Regions from separate parts of the Rattus norvegicus genome. Here all the other regions are linked to region 3. The links are chromatin contacts, called in public Hi-C maps. All regions are on one chromosome and are shown on one strand. Each heading gives the region's core, a stretch centred on a gene start, on an enhancer-like site or on the middle of the called end of the contact. The rest is flanking DNA. Distances are from core to core; before and after follow the strand shown.

Region 1 (4,460 bases), core at 734-3,233, 1.4 Mb before region 3:
CTTTGGAAAAGGCTAGTGTTGCAGAAGAGTTCGTTTAAGGACATTTACAAGGGAGGCCATCAATCAGATAAAAACAACTGCCAACTTCTCGTTAAGTTGGACAAAGTAGAACTTTTGTCTTCACTGCGAAGTAGAAAACACCCAATTTCAGAGACAGTCTTACTTTTTCCCTTTTGCCATTCAACTGTACACTTTCTCCCCACACACGAGCATATCCCCTTATCATGATCATACACTCCGCTGTCCTGTCTGCCTGGCATCTAGTCTAGTGAATGTTGATCTCCTAAGCCGGTTCCCTCACTTAAAGCAAGGATTAAGGCAGAGGCTAAGCAGAAAAGCTGAGTGAAAGTGGAGGCTGAGTGTGTCACAAGATGCATTTAAGTAAATCTCTACTGAGTGACAAGTCATTTATGGGAAAAGCAGAGCCGCCAGCAAGACCCTCCCTTCCACCTGTCTGCATCCTAGAGCTGGGTACCCACCTGCATCACCTACCTCTCTGGTGAACAGGATGGCTGCATCGTAGTGCTCCTCATGGTCATCACCTAGCTGGTTGTGTTGGTGCTGCCATTTGCAAAAGTTCTTGAGGGTCGTGGCCGCGTTCTTGCTCACCTCCAGACTCTTGTCGGTCAGCACCACCACTTTCACTACGGCCAGGCGGATGTGGTTCTCGATGCTTGCATGACTGTACAGCCGGTTGGCAATAGAGGCCAGGGTCAGCAGGTAATGCTGCAGGCCCCGCCCATACATCTTGGCCATGGAAGAGTCAGCCACCAAGAGGAGCTCCACCTGGCGGGCCCTGGAGATGGAACGGCGCCTCCGCCTCCACCACGTCTGAGGTCCCGCGTTCCCAGCTGGCGAGAAAGCTGAATGGTCCAGCAGCTGCGGTGCCAGTTCTGTGCGTCGCCTAGAACTACTGTGCACCGAGGGGCTCTCTTGGGCCCCAGACGGGGACGCTGGAGTCTCGCAACTGGTGCGTGGCGGCAGGGCCTCGAAGCTGAAGCCCTCGCGGGTGTAGACATGCAGGATGCGTGAAGACCCATCCCCGTAAACTCGTTCGGACTCTGCCCAGGACCCACGCAAGAGCGGCTTCAGAGTGTAGCGCGCATGCTTGACTGCGAAGAAGCCATCGAGACCCCCACAGAGGTCAAAGACAGCTAGGGATCGAGGGCTGCCGTCCACAGTGCCTCTGTAGAAGCAGTGACCCCTGTGGCCAGAGGATGCGCTCAGCCCTCCTGCAGTAACGATGCCACCAGCAGCACCCACTGTGTCATCCCTCTCCAGGTCCAGCAGGAACCTCCGGCCGCCCGCGTAGACAAGGTAGCCCACTTTGCCACCGCCAGAGTAGAGTTGGTCTATATTCTGCACCAGCCCGCTGCTCCTGCGCTGCCTGGCCAAGGGTTGCGGATGGCCCCGCTCCTGTGTTTCCTCCCACTGCCGCTGGTCGGGCTGGGCAGCCGCTGCAGCAGCCCGAGGCTGCCTGGTTTTATCCTGGGCAGGTGCCGCGGCAGGGTTGTCAGCGGCCAGGGCCAGGCAGGACGCGCACAGCAGCAGCAGTAGCAGCAGCAAGGACGCCCACTCGAGCCGCATAGTGCGCTGCCCGCCGGGAGGGGCTGCGCGACTGAGTCTAGCTGGATGTTTGCTATTTGCTATAGAAGTTTCAGGGGCGGGGGTGGGGGGCTCACCCTCCCACCCACCCTCCCACACCCACACACTCTACACACTTGCTTGCAAGGTTGAGTCAAGTGTCCAGGAAAGGGTAGGGGGAACCCGCAGCAGAGCGCCAGGCTGTCCTGGCCGCGGTGCCAGCGTGCGAACTTTTCTTTGTTGGTTTGGAAAATGTTTGGAATTGAGGTCCAAGAGACGGAGGAAGAAAAAAAAATTAAAAATATTTAAAAAAATTAAATAAAGGGTGGTGGTGGTGGGAGCAAAAGCCAGGAGTTGGAGAGCTACCGAATACAAAATAAAGGAGAGAGGCCCAACGCAGACAAGATTTTTGCACAAACAGATTAAAACAAACGAGCAAAGAGAGTAAGGAGGGGGACCGCGCTCCCGGCCCGCAACTGGTGCGCGTTGGCTCCCGCCCCCTCGAAGCCCGGGGCTGGCCGGCTGCAGAGCTTCCAAGCTCCGACCCACTTCCTTTCTTATTCTGAGGGCTTCCTCGGCTCTGCTGGAACCCGAAGGCGGGGAGAAATGAGACGGGAGAAAAGAAAAGAGAGAAAGAAAGAAAACACCTAAAATGTTTAAAATCAAAAGCTAGGAGGCGGCCTGCGGAGAGCCAGCGAGGCGGCGCGTCCTGGTCCCTTCCGTTGCCGCGTTCTCCCGCCCGGGATCATCCCCAGTCGGCGGCTGCTGCGGGCGCGGAGAGCGGCTCAGGCGCTGTGAAGATGCGAGGAGGTGGGACAATGAATTTATAGCGGCGTGCCATCCTGCAATGGCAATTTCAACAATTCGTCACTGCACGCTGCCTCTTAAAGGGAGAGCTTCCCCCACCACTCCCACCCTTCCCGGTCCGCGCCTAATCTGATGGGGGAGGGCGCCGGGAGAGGCGGAGGGTGATCGAGGAAAGGGAGACCCGGAAAGAGGAAGGGACCAGAACCTAGCTAACAAGGTGGAAGGAGAGACAAAGGAGGGAGCAAGGGGGAGAGAGAGATTGAGAGAGAGACAGCATTTGGGCAGAAAACAAGAAAATTCACTTGGCCTCATTTAAAGCCACAGCAACTCAGGGTCTGTTGTGGTATTTCACAACCAAACGGGGTTGGCTAACCTCGGCTTACCTCATCTCCTTAAGGGGTGTTTTGGTGTGTTTTTAAAGTCTCTCCCTAGCTCCTTCCCCTTGCTGTTCTTGCACGGGATATGAAGTTCTTGCCTCATTTTGTGGGCCGGTGCGCTCTGGCCTTGTTGACCTGGTAACTTCACTGGACAGGGCAGCTGCCCGTGCACTCCCAAGTCCATCTTTCTTTTCCCTGGCTCCCTCCAGTCGTCTGGGTAGCTGATCTCCAGACTTTTCATCTTCTAGCTTGTTCAAGCTCCAACACTTGCTGACTTCGGGTTAGGGGTGACTAACTTCTCCCGGCCACCAGCTGAGCAGCCGGGCAGCCACGGGTGCTTCCTGGCGCGTCTCTGGGCATGCAGCACTGCGGTGACCCCAACAGGGCCGGCTGCGGCCTGGGAAGTCCTTGGCTTTGTGTATAAATGGCGGTGCTCCCAGCTTTTTCCAGCGCATAGTTGGTCAGTGCCCACAATCTGTCACTTATCCCAGCCACTGGAACTCTTTGAGCTGTAGGATGTCAGGGTGGGAAAGAGTTAACTCTTGAAGGGAATTCAGCACCCCCACCCCAAACTTTTATATTTGTGCTCACACTTTCTCTCTTTCCTTCTTAAAAGGTAATTAAATGGCAAGCACTCCTTTGTTTGTTTACTCACTACATCTCTCCTAAGTCATTCACTTACTACATCTCTCCTAAGTCATTCACTTACTACATCTCTCCTAAGTCATTCACTTACTGTCGGTCCCCTACTCTTGCTTCCAGGATCATTTCCAAAGCTCCTATTCCAATGGAAGAATACTTTAGGGGAGGTGATTGGTGGTTATTAGTGGGCAGATGGCATGGCCCCTGCCACTTACTTCCTCCATCCCTTTTCCCCTCTCATTATCAATTCTAAGAAGGTGAACTGGAAAACCCACTGGCTTTCTCAGAGCAAGCTGATGGGTGGCAGGCAGGTCCAATACTGGAATCCGCACACACCTCATATAATTTACACATTTCCATCCTTTTCAGCTTCATTGCTTCAGAGGAGAGCAGGTGCACTTGCATAGCTCCCCCAAATAGTACATTCTCAGGTAAGGTACCAGGCAGTCCAAGAAACAACAGTTAAGGTAAAAGAGGGCATGGGTTTCAGAGAGACAGAACAAGGTGTGTGTGGGGGGGGTGGACATGGGAGAAGTTGAGAAAGACTGGCTGGATCCTGAAACCAATCAGGACCTAGAAGGAGGCTGCTGCTGAAACACTTGCTCCTCAATCCTCAAGATGATCAAGTAGGTTTCCTGTAGTCAGCATTCCAAGGCAGTGGGCAAGCATCAAAGGCAGAGAATGGAGGTACCGGCCATCTTCTCCGTGGCCCAGTAGCCTTCAGGTTTACGACGACCAAAGTAACTCCAGGGAAGATTACCTGGTACCTATTCGTGTAGCAGAGGCCAGCATGAGAACAGCCCCCATAGGTGCATACGTGCGGTCTCCAGTTGGTGGAGAGGTTCGGGAAGAGTTGGGAGGTGCGGCTTTATTGGAGGAGGTACATCACTCAGGAGAAACGCTCTCTGCTTCCAGCGTTGGAATCAAGATGTGAGCTCTCAGCTGACCCTGCCATCATGGACTCAAATCCTCTGAAGCCGTAAGCCCAATTAAACATTTTCAACTTTTATTATTTTATTCTGTCCTGATTTTTTTTTTTTGTCACCACAA
Region 2 (4,938 bases), core at 238-2,737, 1.0 Mb before region 3:
CACATACTTTAAAAAAGAAGTACAGAAGAGGGGAAATCCACAAAGTAAATTCTGCAAAAGAGTAAACTTGTAAATACATGTGTGTGTGAGCAGGCATGCATGTGTGGGTGAACGTGTACACACATGCACGCACACACATTCTCTCTCTCTCTCTCTCTCTCTCTCTCTCTCTCACACACACACACACACACACACACCCTCACATACACACACACACATCAAATATAATCCAAGATAGTTGACAGTTGCAATCCAAATAGTTATCTCTCTGAATTGCCTTTCACACTCACTAGTTTATGTGTGTAACTAGCAATCTTGGGTTATGAATTGTGAAGTAATTCAGTTTTTTGAGCAGTATGATTTATTTTTCTAATAATAACTATAAAGAAATGTATACCATGCTTTTGGAAAATCATTGGCTCCCTAGAAAATCTGAACAACTTTGGGATTTCAGGAAGGTATTATTTTCTTAATTGTGTAACATATTTAAGAAAAGAAACGTACTCTTCACTTTCAACATACTTTACGACATATTTACCAGTGACTTCCAATGTAAGTTTTACGCTATATAGTTTCAATATGGAGTCACTTCATTCCCCAGGCTCTAATGTCATCATCTGTCCTGGTGGGAGTGTAAAATCAAGAAACATTTTATAAGAAAAATGATGTGAACAACTTCATTACTAAGGATTAGTTGTTTCTTGAATTTCTGTGAAGAATCATGGCTGATTTGCAAAACACACCTATATCATATTGCAATGCTTCACTCAAAAGAATTGTTTGTGCAGCTATCTCAGAAGGAATGAACTGACATTTCCAAAAATAAAAAAATATATATTTTTATACAATTGAGGTTAGAGAAATTTAGTAAGAGACGGTTAGTTCAAATCATTTTAAAATAAGACTATTTAGTCCTGTTTATTAGACCACTGGGGCTTCCATAAGAAATACTATAAATAGGGTTTCTTAAATATATTTGCTTACAGTAATTTCAAAATAGAGGATGTGAGTCTTCTTGGCGTGAGTCATTTTCCTGAGTTACAGATGACTGTGTTCTGTCTGTAGACTTATCAGATCAAAGCTCTAAGCACATGATTTTTTTGAACCCTAATTCCTACCTCCTTCAAATACAACAGCTTTGGGTTAAGGACTATCAACTTCAAATTTTGTCAGACATTGGATTCTGTCCATAGCACTGCACTGCTCATAAACTCAATTTCATGACCTTATCGCATACGAAATGCAGTTATTCTTTGCTTGTTCCAATATCAACTGTAAGCGCTAGAGTCTCGAGGCAAAAGAATAGTTTTCTTTGGCTTGGTGTCTCTTGCTCCCAGCCATCTCCACCCTGTTTCTGAGGTAGGAGTGCAAAGAATATAATCTCTTACTGCTGGAGGCTCAGTTCCTCCCATTACATAAAGACCACACATACCATAGCTTTACTGAAGACATAAGATTCTGCAGCCTCACTTAAGTGCTACAGCCTAGTTCATTCCATCATTCCATAGGACTTCCTCCATTCTGTTATTTCCAAATGGTGGTGCTTCTCTAGATATAATCACATTTCTTCCCTTGAGATGGCTCATTTAGCTGATGAATTATATACATGCTCTTTTTTAAAAATCAGATATCATTTACTCTGTCCTCACAAGCTCAGATGTTCACAATAAAATACAAAGGACTGGGGTCTTAGATGATCTGAATGTATTGGCCCACATATGTGCAATCCAGAAGTCCACTCAACTCCTGGGTTTCTGGTTGTTGTTTTCTCAGCATGTCTTCTCATGCAGATGCAAGCAGAGCCCTCTAGTGTCTTTTATTATAATGACACTAATCCTATACTATTAACCTCTGCAATGAGTATTAAAGCTTCAATTTACATAATATAAGGGGTAATCATTTAGCTCTTAACAGCATGTTTTCTCTGCTGACACAGCACTTTTCAGTTTTTGGATTTTTAGTTTGATGTTTAATCCTACCAGAATCTCTCTCACCATTCTAAGTTTCTCAACCCCACATGACCTTCAGAAGGTCTTGTAATGTATACATTAGAACTATTTCCTCGGCACAAAGCAGAGAGTGTAGCTGTGTGTTAACTATCTGTTGCATTCCATCTGCCAATGCTGCGTACTAATTTTTTCATGTCTGCTTTACATGTGGTTTTGTGCTGAATGGGCCTTCTCTGTTTGCTTCCTAGAATTTTTAAATATAGTAGTAGTTCTACCAAGCCATAGGACATTTTCTGAATACCTGTCTCCCTTCTATACTTTAAGAGACTCACAAAGTAAGTTACCTCTGTATATTTCTGCTTATTGGAGTAAAATTCTGCTAAATATCTAGTTTTGATACAATCGTTGATTGATGCACGGTTAATCTAATGCAATGTAATGACTTGACTCATCACCTAATCATATAGTGTTCCCACTATGATGGACTATCTCCTTATTTCTTTAATAAGGAAAGTAACTAATACAGATAATTAGGAACAATAAAGTTGGGTGTTAATGAATTTAGCCTAAAGCATGGGCTTTACATGTTTAGAACTGGTTTGTGGGAAGAGTGAGGAGGAATTTGAAGCCACAAGTTTGAAAGTCCCTAGAATGCTATACACATTGCTAGAGGAAGATTATGGTGGGAGTACAGGAGAGAACAAGGCCAGGAGAAAAGTAGAAAATGATGGCCTGATCCCTACATTTTCTATTCATTCATTCATTCATTCATTCATTCATTCAGTCTGTCTAATCCAATATATAGGCATTTCAGTCTCCCCTCCATCCCATGTTTCCCCTCAGATCCCATATCACCTCTCCTCTCCCACAGATCCACTGTTCCTCTATTTCCCTTCAGAAAAAAGCAAGCCTTCTTGTGATATCAAACTTGGTACACTAAGATTCAACAAAACTAGGCACATGCCCTCAGTCAAAACTAGATGAAGTCCCATGAGCTGGCAAAGAAGTTAGAGACACCCCCCACTGCCATTGTCCAACAAAACCTCAAGCTAAAGAACTACGACATGTATGCAGAGGACTTGGTGCAGAACCATGCAGGATCCATTGTGACTGCTTTAGTCTTTGCAAACTCCGATGAGTTCCGGTTAGTTGGTACTGATGGCTGTGTTCTGGTGTCCTATACTTCTAGTTTTTAAAGGGACACAAGGACAGTTCCACTTGATGCTAGGTGATGAGGTCGTTCTTATTACATTTTAGCAAAACGCTGCACATATTGTATTCTCTCTGAGTCCTTAGAACCTGAGTCAGAGTGAGGTCACGGGCATGAAGTTGAGACAGACGAAATCTCAAGACCACAGAATTTAAGCTATGTCATAGTTGCTGGTCAGTTCGCATCTCCAGCCCGTCTGTGAAAGAGCAGGAAGTGGAAGAAAGCAGATTTGAATATGTAGCGGGAAGGAAGGAGTCTAATGTTGTAGCCAGACAAGGCTCAAGAGACTGCTCAGAAGTTAAGCTGCAAACTATTCTTGCTGAAGACTTGATTTTGGATGTCCAACATCCAGAAGATATGGGCAACAGTTTCCTCTAATTTTGACTCCAGGGGACCTGATATCTCTTGGTCTCTGCAAGCACTTGTGTTCACACGCACTTACTGATACACGGGTACACTCATACACATAACTAAAAGTAACAAAAATGCATAAAGAAGAAAGTTACAGAAAGAATAGGTACTCAGAAAACACCGGCAACCATTAAGTGAATTAGCACCTTGGTGTCTTTTCTGCTGGCATGCTTCGAAAACAAGACCCAACACGAGAAAGGTTCCAAATTATAAAAGGCCAAATTACCTGGCAATGAGAGAGCCTGAACTGAAAGTGTCATGAAAGGACATCTCTACTAAAGAGCAAACCTCTTGAGAAATGTTCCCCAAGTTCAGCACATGCCAAGTCGATATAACTGTGGCCCCACATGATTAGACTACTTCTCAAAATTGCAACAAATTTAGCAGTACTGTCTATTTCTCTATGCGGTATTTATTTTACACATGTAAAGATACAAGAGCAAGTGGACAAAGGCCATGTTCCCAAGAGCAAATACTATCTAGAACTGTATGGCAAGGTGTCAGGTCCTACAAGGAGGTCTAGAGGAGTTATTGAATGAAGTGAAGTTTATGTAGAAATGGAGACCCCATGTTATTAGAGATATAAGGAACGTTGACATCTACTGAATTAAGGTACAGCCATGAATATGAGCTGGCTTGAGGGAGAAGCTGTGTGTGATGCACGCAATAGAACTGGAGAGGAGGGGCTATCTAATACTGTGAGGCTACAATTACTCCATTGCAAATCTCAGCTGGGAAGCATAGAGTTATAGGACTTAGGACTCTCTCTCTCTCTCTCTCTCTCTCTCTCTCTCTCTCTCTCTGTGTGTGTGTGTGTGTGTGTTTCAATAAAACTTTCTAAAAAAGTCATATTATCTACTATTTAGTCATTGCAAACACCTTTCTTTCATAAAAATTGGTTATTTTATCCATTTACATTTCAAATGTTATCCTCCTTCCCAGTTTCCTCTCCACAAGCCCCCTATCTCCTTCTTCCTCCCCCTTGCCTCTGTGAGGGTGCTTCCCCACTGGCCCACCCACTCCTACTCCGAGCATTCCCCTATCCTGGGTCATCAATCCTCCACAGGACCAAGGGGATTCCTTCCCAGTGAGGCCCTGCTTTGGCAATCCTTTGCTACATATCCAGCTGGAGCCCCTGTGTACTCTTTGGTTGGTGATCTAGTCCCTGGGAGCTTTGGAATCTGGTTAGTTCTTATTGTTGTTCTTCCTATGGGGTTGTAAAACCCTTCAGCTCCTATAGTCTTTGCCCTAACTTTCCCATTGGGGTCTCCACGCTTAGCCTACTATTTGACTGTGTACATCAGCATCTGTATTGGTCTGACTCTGGCAGAGATTCTCAGGAGACAGATATTCCAGGCTCCTGTCAGC
Region 3 (4,325 bases), core at 1,085-3,584:
CAATCACTGAGTTATACCCATCTTCGTTGTATTTTTATAGTTGGGTATTATGGTTCAGATGTAAACAATGTAAGTAATTCATAGGTCAAATTGTGTAAATTCAACTGCGGTTTTGAAGTTTGGAGGGATTTGTGGGGACGGTCCCCTTCCCCAACCTCGGCTTCACCCTACAGTATCTGGTAAGTAGATAAGCTTAGAATCCAAGGGAAACCAAACTCTATCAACTGAAGTTCATTGGGCGCGCACAGGGCGGGGATGGGGGGGTAGCGTAATCCGGGAGAAGAGCTGCTTCACTCTTCCAGAGTCTGATGTCATCTAGATGGACCAAAAAGAGCCTAGTAAGTCAGTCTCTCTCAAAGAATATCTTTATACAAAGCTAAACAGGGTCGGTGGGTAAAGTGCCTGCCTCACAGGCAGGAGGATCACATCGAAAGCCTGCTGTGGCTGCAAGTTCCTACAGTGCCAACAGGAGGGGCAGAAGTGGGCGGATCCTGAAGGCTTGGTGGACAGCCAATCAACTTGAAGGTGAGTATGAGATTGACTGAGAACCCCTGCCTCAAACACTAAGGTAGAGGAGGTGGGGAGACAGTTGATATTTCCCTCTGTTCTTGCAGAGAACCTGAGCTTAATCCCTAGAACCAACGAAGAGTCACAATCCTACAACTCCAGCTTGGAGATACCCAACGCCGTCTTCTGATATCTACACGCACGCGCGCACGAACACACACACATACACACATACACACACACACACACACACACACACACACACACACACACAAACACACACACGAACTTAAACTAAAACTGAAGTCTTTTCCAAAATTAAATAATAATAATTAATAATGAGGTAGAAAGTGATTTGGGAAAGACATCCAGACATCAGTCCCTGGCTTCCATGGGTGTCCACTGGGGAAAGCCCAGGTTCCTAACACACTTGGAACACAAGAATACAACACAGAGGTGGGGGGAGCCTCCGGATCTCTTTCCTTTGATCTTCATGGTCAGGTTTACTCACTCAGCATCCTTATTTAAACCTGGACTGTTACCAGCCAAGGATTAAACATTGGCAAGAAGCTATCGGTGAACATCATCTGTAATTACCTCCTACAGGACCTGAGTATTAACACATCACTTTTCTGAGAATCCTGAAGTGTGCTTTGTTAAGATACAGGTCATGGTTTTAAAAGGTACCTTCACTTCACCCTCTAGCACAACGAAGGCAGGATTTACGCCCTACGCCGGCTTGTTTGTGCAACAAGCACACATTTTGTTTTACGTTATCTGGCCCCTCTACATTGCTGGTCCAGTTCCAATGTGAGCACAGCTCCAAGTCTCAACCCTTGTTCCTAAGGTTGAACTCAAGCCAGATGAACCACATGAGACAGAATAAGACAAAATGAAGCTTGCCTATGCCAAAAAGATGACTAGACCTCTCTCCAATGGCAACCTCGGGATAAGGTTTTCTGTTTCGGCCCAAATCAACATTTTATCTCTTCAAAAACAAAGAAAAGGGGTGCAGCATCACAAAGTCATGTCTGAGACGTACAGGAGGCAAAAGGATTAACTTTTTAAAAATACAAAAGAGGAAACTTATCTTTTAACGAGCTCAATTCTACTATAGAAAGATTGAAAATAAGGCTAGGTTGAAGGAGACTCCGGAAAACTCTGAAATGAGCCTCCTGTACTGTGGGGGTTGGGGATGTCAATGACTGCTCTCTCGGGGTACAATTCAAGAGCTGGGTAGCTGAGACAGAGACTGAGGAGCTCATAAAACCGGAAAGATTTAATGTCTGGACCTGTCCAGAAAGTCTGCTCCTCTGGTTTAAAGTTACACTTTGCTGAAAACAGTAATTATCAAGTTCCTCAAAGGTCCAGTTTTGAATTCTTTCCTTCTATCTCGTGTGGGGTGGTGGCATCTACGCCTCAGTCAGGATTAATTTGTGTCCCGTCACTCCTTGCCATTAAGTTCTGAGAATCATTATTCCCTCGTCGACATTTGGTAAACATATCTTTAGAAACTTGAAAGGAGGTTAGGAACATCTCTGAGGTTGGATTTCAAAATCCGTGTCAGTCTGACACCGGGATTCTGCACAAGCTGGTAGCCGGAGCAGCGACGTGTGTGCTGAGGGCCTCCTCCGAGGGAGGCTGCTGCCTGGTACTTTGCAGCACAGCCGAGGAGTGAACTTGAAAACTCAGGCATGATCGCTTTTCCAAATTTTTCACCATAAATAATCTTTTTTTTAATGTTCCAGTAACTTACCCACTAAGGAAGAAAAAGCAGATGACAGCGTGGGTGTGCTCTTACACACTCATGCGTGGTGTCTTACTGCCATCTGCAGCTTCTAGCGCTCAAGCCACACTCTGGCACCTCGGTGACCTCTAGAGACATGTGCCTGTCCCACACTGGAAGAAAAAGTTCCCTAGGAAAAGAGAGTTTTAGACCAAACTCTTCCCTTTGGTCTTAGCTGTATCTCTGCCCCCATGCAGAAATACACTTAAGTTTGTTCTATTCCCTGGGAGCTTCTTGGGCAGTCGCAGGGGCCCTGGATAATATAAGGAGGGATGGCTGCGCTGAGTCTCCTAGAAATGCAACAGTGCTGTTTTAAAACACTGCGTCCGGGCATCTGTTCCATACACGATTGTCTCTACCATCATCGAGGCCATAGTGTCTGGGGGCTGGGGGGGGGGGGGAGTCCTCAAAGCCAGGAAAGCCCATTTGGGGAATCAAAAAAAAAAAAGAAAGAAAGAAAAAGGACCTCCCGGAGAGTGCTTCCTTGCTTCTGGAGCTCAGGCACTAAAATTCAGATGACCAGCATATCCCTGCACAGAGGGTGTGCATTCCACTGAGGAGTTCACGTTCACCAGCTAAGGAGGGAGCCTTTCTGCTAGGACAGCCACAAGGAAGTGCCACAGAGTAAATGACCTGGACGACAGAAATGTGTTTCTCACCGTGCTGGAAGCTGACCAAGAGTAAAGTTGATTTCCTGTGAGGCCCCTCTCCTCAGCTTATGGGTGGCCACAGTCTCCATGTTGCTCTGTAGCTAACTGAGTGCTAAAATCACGAGCCAGCGGGGTCCCCATTGTGAGGCCAGTATTACAGTCAACGGATTCTCTTCCTGAACCCCTAATAACTTCTCCAGACACCCTAGCTCCACTAATTACAAATGCATTTACACTCTCTGCCCCTTTTCTCTCTCTGACCCCCTTTGTTCTCCCTAACCCTTTTCTCCCTCTTTCCCCTCCCCCCCCCAGCTGTTCCCGGAGCGTGCTCTCTCTCTCTCTCTCTCTCTCTCTCTCTCTCTCTCTCTCTCTCTCTCTCTCCCTCTCTTGCTCTCTCGCTCTCTCATGCTCTCTCGCTCTCTCGTTCTCTCTCTCACTCCCTCTCTCTCTTGCTCTCTCGCTCTCTCATGCTCTCTCGCTCTCTCGTTCTCTCTCTCTCTCGCTCTCGCTCTCGCTCTCGCTCTTGCTCTCTCTCGCTCTCTCGCTCTCTCATGCTCTCTATCTCTCGTGCTCTCTCGTTCTCTCGCTCGGTCTCTACTCCCTTCTCAACTCCCCTTCCCATGCCCATAAATAAACTCTATTCTATCCTTTAAAAACAAACGAACGAACAAAGACAAACACATTTACATTCTGCAGTTTTACAGAGTGAGAATTCAACATCATAACTGGGCCAGGTTGGGGAGGACACCATTCAGTCCCCGAAACAAAATATGAAACTGGATAAGGCTCCTGTCTATTGCTTGAACCCAAACTTTACAGAACATGGACAGTTATAAGACCTCGGGATATCAGGAAAGAAAAGCCCAGAGAAAGAAGAAGGGGTTGATGGTAATTGGAATCTAACAGTGTCCGATGAGGACTTCATCGGGTTAAGACATTCGCTCCCTTGTCTTAGGAGTCCAGACGACGGATTATGAGGTGGGAGGGAATGGGTGAGGGGAGTTGCTCGCTCGATAAGAAAGCAAAAGACAAAAACCAGCTCAGAAAGGAAAGAGGAGCAGACGCGAGGGGCGGACTTGGAGGAGCCTCATGACGCAGACGGTGAACAATCCCTGAAAGAAGGTCCATCTTTTTCTTTTCCGTGTCGTTTCTGTAGCCGGTAAATGGTGCTTTGAAGCTACAGTGTCATCAAGGACACAGAATGTCCTGTAATTCTGAAGTTGTCGAAGAATGAGACAGTAAGTCAACGCCAGTAGATACTCCTCCCAATGCATTCCTCCACTACTGCGTCAGACCTACGAGCTGTTGCTGGACACTGCCCCCTCCATTGGTTATTTTATTTATTACATTTCAAATGTTACCCCCTTCCCAGTTTCCCTCCG

The links. A called contact is a pair of places that touch in the nucleus more often than the background predicts.
Region 1: a contact with region 3 is called in a Hi-C map of Schwann cells, with 9 times the contacts expected there. The contact joins the promoter of Adamts5 here to the enhancer-like site in region 3. A contact is called at or near these places in 2 of 12 Hi-C or Micro-C datasets (Schwann cells and psoas muscle).
Region 2: a Hi-C map of hepatocytes shows a contact between it and region 3, with 2.2 times the contacts expected there. The contact joins two enhancer-like sites. A contact is called at or near these places in 5 of 12 Hi-C or Micro-C datasets (the A7r5 cell line, the Rat2 cell line, Schwann cells and 2 more).

What each region holds. Positions count from the first base shown.
Region 1 is chr11:38,531,533-38,535,992 of GRCr8, forward strand. It overlaps Adamts5 (ADAM metallopeptidase with thrombospondin type 1 motif, 5), which reads right to left and starts at 1,984. Exons shown (of 8, transcript NM_198761.2): 1 at 493-1,984. The coding sequence starts at 1,587.
Region 2 is chr11:38,945,629-38,950,566 of GRCr8, forward strand. No RefSeq gene overlaps it. Among named protein-coding and RNA genes, the nearest start is that of Adamts5, 410 kb to the left of the region's middle. Within about 2 kb of position 1,488, at least 2 of the 93 cell types and tissues checked have an H3K27ac peak or open chromatin away from gene starts, as enhancers often do.
Region 3 is chr11:39,956,912-39,961,236 of GRCr8, forward strand. No RefSeq gene overlaps it. Among named protein-coding and RNA genes, the nearest start is that of N6amt1, 110 kb to the right of the region's middle. Within about 2 kb of position 2,335, at least 7 of the 93 cell types and tissues checked have an H3K27ac peak or open chromatin away from gene starts, as enhancers often do.